2 separate regions of the Mus musculus genome follow, and region 1 is linked to region 2. Evidence: chromatin contacts called from public Hi-C data. All regions are on one chromosome and are shown on one strand. The core of a region is the stretch at or near the end of the contact, and the rest is flanking DNA. Distances in the headings are between cores, read along the strand shown.

The links. Hi-C and Micro-C count contacts between places; a contact is called where the count stands out from the background.
Region 1: a Hi-C map of the N1E-115 cell line shows a contact between it and region 2, with 4 times the contacts expected there. The contact joins two enhancer-like sites. A contact is called at or near these places in 8 of 484 Hi-C or Micro-C datasets (the C2C12 cell line, the HL-1 cell line, the N1E-115 cell line and 4 more) and 1 of 115 datasets of contacts at active chromatin or transcription factors (embryonic fibroblasts).

What each region holds. Positions count from the first base shown.
Region 1 is chr8:37,060,356-37,063,549 of GRCm38.p6, forward strand. No RefSeq gene overlaps it. Among named protein-coding and RNA genes, the nearest start is that of G630064G18Rik, 38 kb to the left of the region's middle. Within about 2 kb of position 1,871, at least 13 of the 459 cell types and tissues checked have an H3K27ac peak or open chromatin away from gene starts, as enhancers often do. A contact at or near this core is called in the N1E-115 cell line, where this site is marked.
Region 2 is chr8:36,923,758-36,927,052 of GRCm38.p6, forward strand. The region is part of intron 2 of Dlc1 (deleted in liver cancer 1); the gene reads right to left. Among named protein-coding and RNA genes, the nearest start is that of Dlc1, 27 kb to the right of the region's middle. Within about 2 kb of position 1,609, at least 15 of the 459 cell types and tissues checked have an H3K27ac peak or open chromatin away from gene starts, as enhancers often do. A contact at or near this core is called in the N1E-115 cell line, where this site is marked.

The DNA.
Region 1 (3,194 bases), core at 621-3,120, 140 kb after region 2:
CCATGCCATTGTGTAGCTGTACCAAGGAGAGGTGAGGAAGACAGGATGTGTGCATAGATGATAACACACACAAGCTAGCTTCGAGAAGGTGAGTGCAGGACAGGCATTGAGATGTTCATCTAATGTCCGATTGTGCTGGTTATTTCATTTTTTATTTAAAGTCAACTCAAACTAGAGTCATTTGAGCAGCTGGACCCTTGATTGAGAAGCTGACCTCATCAAGTTGTGATGTAGGGTAGACTACAAGGCATTTTCTTGATTAATGATTAGTGTGGGAAGACTCAGCCCACTGTGGACAGCACCATCCCTGGGCAAGTGTTCCTAGAGGTATAAGAGGGGTAGCTAGCTGAATGAGATCCTGGGAATCAAGCCAGAAAGCAGCATTCCTTCATGGTCTCCTGCTTTCAGGTTCTAGTTATGAATTCTTCCTATAGCTTCCTTCTGTGATGGGGGGGGGGAATCTGAGAGTTGTAAGTGGAAATAAAACATTTTCTCCCAAAGTTGGTTTTGGTCAGGGTTTTATTAACTGTAATAGAAAGCAAAGTAACACAGCATCTAACGTTTCTTTTCTATTGTCTTCAAAACTTCTTCCTCCCTCCCCATCATTTTGAGGATAACTTAGCTTTGAGGATTCTTTAGGATAATTTAGATTTCTTCCCTCATTTTCTGGCTTGGTTCTCAGGACTCTGGTTCCCAGTAGCCTACTTGCTCCATCTGCTTTCTTCCTTAAGTTCTCAATACTCGGCTCTTATTTCCCCATCATAGCAAAGATATTCTTTAAGACCCATTGTTAAAAAGAATAGGATACTGGAAGAAAATCTGTGCTTGTCCAAGTCTTTGCACAAAGGTCATCAGATGAATTGGAATACTTTATCTCCATCTCCCTGCCAAGTTCAGAAACAGAGATTTAACTTGGACTTAGTAGTTTACTCTATAAAGGCCTTCCATCAACCCATTCATCAATAGGATATTCATCTCTTCAGCTCCTATGTTGTACCGGACATATTCCATGTAGTATTGATGGAGATTCTAACAGCAGAGCCTTCTCAACGCTCTTACTATCTCGTTACTAATACGAGCTTTATATTTTCCCATCTTAATGATTCTCTCCTGTTGTCCTTGACTGTTTTCTCTCCAGTTAATCTCTTCTTTGCACATAGTGGGTCAGCATTGGGAAGTGCTACTTTGTTAAGTAGGACAGGTCTTCTTGAAATCAGGAAGGGCATCTTTCCACAGATAGGAGGGAAACTAACACGACTTTTAAAGGTAAACGGCACTGCTGGTCTAAATCCCCACTGTAAGCATTCAGACAAATTCTCTGAAGCAACCCGGGGTGCTGTCAAATGCCTGGGATCTTCAGAACTTCACATTTCAGCAGCCTTTCCCACGCTCTTACAAATATTGATCATGGCCTGGTTTGCTTGATCAGAACCGTTTTTTTGACCAGTAAGAGAATGCCCATCTCAGTTATCAACAACTCTACACTTCCTACTTCCTACTGTTTGAGGACCTTGGCAAGTTTGGGGGACATAAGCCAGACTTCTACCCTCAAGTCCACACCCCCCCTAGTTGTTCACTAGTCAAGATTTACCACTTGCTCTGTGCCAAGGAAGAAGGCCATTGGGACAAAGGACCTTTGGTCTCTAATCTGCATGAAAGCCTTTTAAGGTGAATGAATACGGAGTAGGGAAATCTTTCTACACCTACAGGGAAAATTGTCAGTAAAATAGAAGTTCTCTTTCATCTCTAACCTTCATCCTTCACCTGAAAAGTAGGACTGGATACAGAGGGGCTCTGTGGGATGAATTCAGAACGCAGCTGGGAAGGCCCGAAGCAATGCCTCAGTGAGCGTGCCTAGCACCCAGCTGGGAGTGGAGAGAGCAGTGTGCAGGGGCAGGAACGTGAGGGAACAGCTCTCAGGAATGTCTTAGGTGGGAGGGCATTTTCTTTTACCTGGTAGTTTAGGAAGAGGAACCTGTCACATCGCACATGATTTTCAGTGAAAGAAAGGGAGGAAGAGAAGCAACCTTTCCAGCTTTCTCAGGACTCAGAAGAAAAAGACATACCTCCTGCACACCATTAGTGATGGGCACATGACTCCATCCTCCTTCAGGATGGTTGAACCAAAGCCTCAGAGCAACAGCGCCACCTTCTGGACGGAAATGCACACACTTAGAGAACAGTTCCTCCATTTGAGACTGAAGAAAATGTGCACCCTGACAGGGATCTCAATGCCATTGGGAAGTAATTTCAGTGTTTTCAGTGTGGTCTGAAGATTATTCCCTTATAAGCAACTCTTTGAAATTTTTTGAAACCACAGGATTTTGAATGTTTATTCTTAAGCCTTCAGATAGTATAAGGGCCATGGTTTATAAACATGCTCTAGTTTGGAAATTATTAAGCAACATAACTGAGCAACTCAGCCCATCACTTATTGTTTACATCATGTTTATGTGTGTGAAACAAACACGGAATAATACAATGACGTCATGCTTCAGCTTAAAACCGAGCTGCTTTAACGGAGAGTCATAATGCCCTACATGGTTCTGCTTTTGCCCATTTCCACCTTTCCTCCCTCCGTTTTCCCAGCATTACATAGTCACACAGTGAAGACCTTGGTTTGTTTTGTCCTTGTACAAGTTATTTTCTTTGATTAGAGCAAGGCTGTCTTTCTTTGGTAAGAAGCCCTTTTTGTTTGTTTACTTTTGGGGGATACTAGAGATAGACCCGGAGATTCAGACATTTTAGATGAGTACTCAACCCCCACATCACATCCCCAGTGCAAGCAGCCTTCATTCTCTCTCTCTCTCTCTCTCTCTCTCTCTCTCTCTCTCTCTCTCTCTCTCTCTCTCTCTCTCTCTCTCTCTCTCTCTTTCTCTCTCTCTCTCTGTGTGTATTAAAAGAGATGGACATTGTCTGATTTTCCTCAGGTTAGACATTGCCCTCTATTCTGTTCACTGTCATTTCTTAAGCACTTCGAATATGGCAGGTACTTAACTAAATGTAATACTAATTCTTGGTAATACCCTAAATATGATATAAAATTCTCTTAATATGATGATCTGAAGAAATGATTTTTGTTTAAAATGCTTTACATAAATGGTTATGCAAACATATTTTAACAGAATAAATACAAGTCAGCGTGAAATTGAGATGTATTTCCAACGCATTAGCATGTAAGAATGTGTATTTAT
Region 2 (3,295 bases), core at 359-2,858:
TTCCTGAGACTTTATGTCTGTGGTTTTTATAATATTGATTTCCATGAGAACAGTTAAAATAGCCCAGAGACAGCCTTATCCCCCAGTCCTACAAGTACAAAATCCAGGGTGCATACTTCAAAGCTCAAGTAAGGCACAATGAAAAGAAATCCCCCATTTGGAATGGGACCCTTACCTAATACTGTTCAACAGACATGTTTATGATTTATATCTTGCATTATGCTGAACCATGGAATTAGTACACTGATGTTTCAGTGCATAATATTGCATGTGGTTCCAATATTGGTTCTATTGACTATTGCAGTATAATATATGGCTGAAGTTACTTATTTACTCATTATATTGCCATAAACAAGGCATAAACTCCTTTATGTTAAGAGCATCTATAAGTCTGGCAAAAATATAAAAGTCATGGGAAAGAGGAGGTACTTAGTAAAAGCTCAATTGACCAATGCCAATAGGTGAAGGGAATAATGATAAAGCTATATAGCTAATGTCGATCATGTGGATGGTCTACATTTGTTCTCTCAAATGATTTCCCCCCTTCAGTTATTCCCAGACATTTCAGCTTACTGTCAAATCTGTAACTAGGTCAATTTAGTAAAGCAATAAAAACGATCACTGTGTATACTAATGATAATTATAGGCACATGGTGTTCACTCTCTGTCAGGCTCTGTCTTGATGACATGTCTATTCATATATGTGAGCACAGATGCTCTTCTCAGTAACAGAGCGACACTATATTATACGTATGAAAAAGCTGAAGCAGAGAGATTAAAATGATATGCCACATCACCAAGTTGTAAGTGAGAGAAACCCAGGCAGCTTGGCCTCAGCATCTGCTGGCTTAACTCCTGTCTTCCACATCTGGCACTGGAGCAAGGAAGCTGCTGAATCTTCCCATGGACCATGTGGTCCTCCAGAATTTTCTGGATGTGCTGCTATACATAGATGGTGCAAACTCAGGCTACATTAGCATTTGGCTGACTGCAAGCCATAATAATTTTGCAAAATCTTCATTCATTTGACAGCCAGATTTTTGCCTCATTTTTTTCAATGAAAAATTATTCTAGCTCTACGCTTTGTACCTATTCAATCACAATTTATGGCTCTTTTAATGTTCCTAAGAATCTCATAAAGGAAAGACAATTGTCCCTAAATTCAGAGACATGTATAAATCACAGAGTTTGAATCACATCCCTGATTTAGGTTGGACTCATTCCCTTATCATGGCTTACTTTCTTGGCAAGAAAAATCCAGCTCAGACTAAGCTATTCATTTTCTAGAGCAAATAGCAACGCTAATTCAACATTTCTAAAATCTCTCGGCTAATTTTCAATGCATATAAAATGCAATAAACCCCTCTGAAGTTTTCACTAGCTTAAGAAATGGAACCTGAAATCCAAGAGGTCCATCAATCACTTGTTTTGTTCCTAAGCCGATATAAAACTGGAACAGGAAGAGAAAGAGCAAAGATGCACGCTTTCTATTTGTTTAGTTAATTCTAATGATTCCTAAGAAAATTCCCGAGAATTCTCTGTCCACAGAAAGGGACAGAGATGTTGTGGGCAGCGAAGGGTGTGGTTCTTTCTAGGAACAAAGCCAGAAGACAAGCAGATCCTCTTGGCACCATTGTGTCTGGTGCCCAGATAACAGTGGCAGGGTTCTGCTACATGGGTTATGCAAGATCTTTATCAACTCCTGTGAATATTGCCATTCCCCCCCCCAACCCCCCAGGGAGGCAGCTAAAAGATCTGGTGGTTTTCTTTGGTATTAGAAGATTAAATAATTAGTCTTGGTTTATAGTAACAGAAATCTATGAGGAGGAAACACAGTCAACATCTCTATTACCATCATCTGTATTGTGGAGTTGGCTCTCAAGCAACCATTCATTCCCTGAAATAACACCATACAAGTGTTTTAATTCTCACTCCAATAAAAGCTGATGCCCAATAAAAGTGAACTTATTAACGATAGCATTAATAAAGAGCACAAGCTGGCAGATTGGCCCACTCATTAGATCAGAGGCCTATAACACATTATAACTAGTTTTTTTTGGAGACTACTCAGAAGTAGAAACTCTTAGATCTAATTGCTTCCTTTCAGAATGTATAGGTATATCTATGTGTGCATAGACATTTATATATAACATTTTCCCTCAGTGACGTCTGGCAGCAAAGCTTTCACTGTCTGTGGTATTCTCCATAGGTATTACAGAGAAACTTACTGGGGTCTGAAATGTTCTAAACACATTGCCCTTCCTCTTTCTATACTTTCCCTGCCATTCTCATCACGCCCACCCTTCTTTCTCTTCATATTCCCCTCTGTCCACCTCCTCTTCCTCTTTCTTATTACACTTTCCACCATTCAGGGACAGCCTTGTATGCTAGCAAGCAGAAGACCTGCTTGGCTTTTACACAGGGATTTAGGAGATGTGAGGGCCTCTGCTGTGTGGCTGCTGCTGCTGTTCCCAGTATCTACATCCTTCTGTACCATCCCTAGCTTCCTCAAAGTGACATTAGCTGGAAACAATGTGGAATTCCTAGCTTAGTGACCTCACAACCAGCTTAACTGTGTGCTTCACTTTCAGCATATGTCTTAATTAACTAAAAATATAGCCATGAATTTTTGTGGTAATATATTGCTAAAATTACACACACACACACATACACACACACACACACACACACACACACACATACACACACATATGCTAAAGTCAATGTTAATGGATTTTCTATCACTTTGCATTTCTATCCTATTCACTCCTCCCCAGAGGCAAGCAATCATATTCTAAATACTATTTCTTACAGTAGTCATGTGATTAATGGATTCTGATCGATCATTAACTTTTCAACTTGAGATGTACTTAGAACCAGGTCTTACATTATTTCTTTCTTTCCCTGATTCCCTCATGCCTTGTTGCAGGAAGGAGACTGTAGTATAAAGCGTAGACGATTTGGTCAATGATTTGCTACATGTGACTTAACTCTTCCTATTCTGTTGTTCATTCCGGTAATTATTTAGGGCTTTGATACAAGATCTTGATGTGTAGTCTCCTGAGGTTGGCTTCAAAAGTGTAACCTATGACCATCCTGCCTCAGTCTCCCAAGGACTACCACAGAAGACATGTGACACAGGGTCTGGCTGTGTGATTTAATTTCTTCAGACTTTTTGTTGTGTGGGCATTTCAATGATAATATCATTTTTCTGAAAAATCATTATAACCATAAGAAATTTACCTGATCTAACATTTATGAGCAGGTACTAAGAACTCGGTAGATACTACAAACG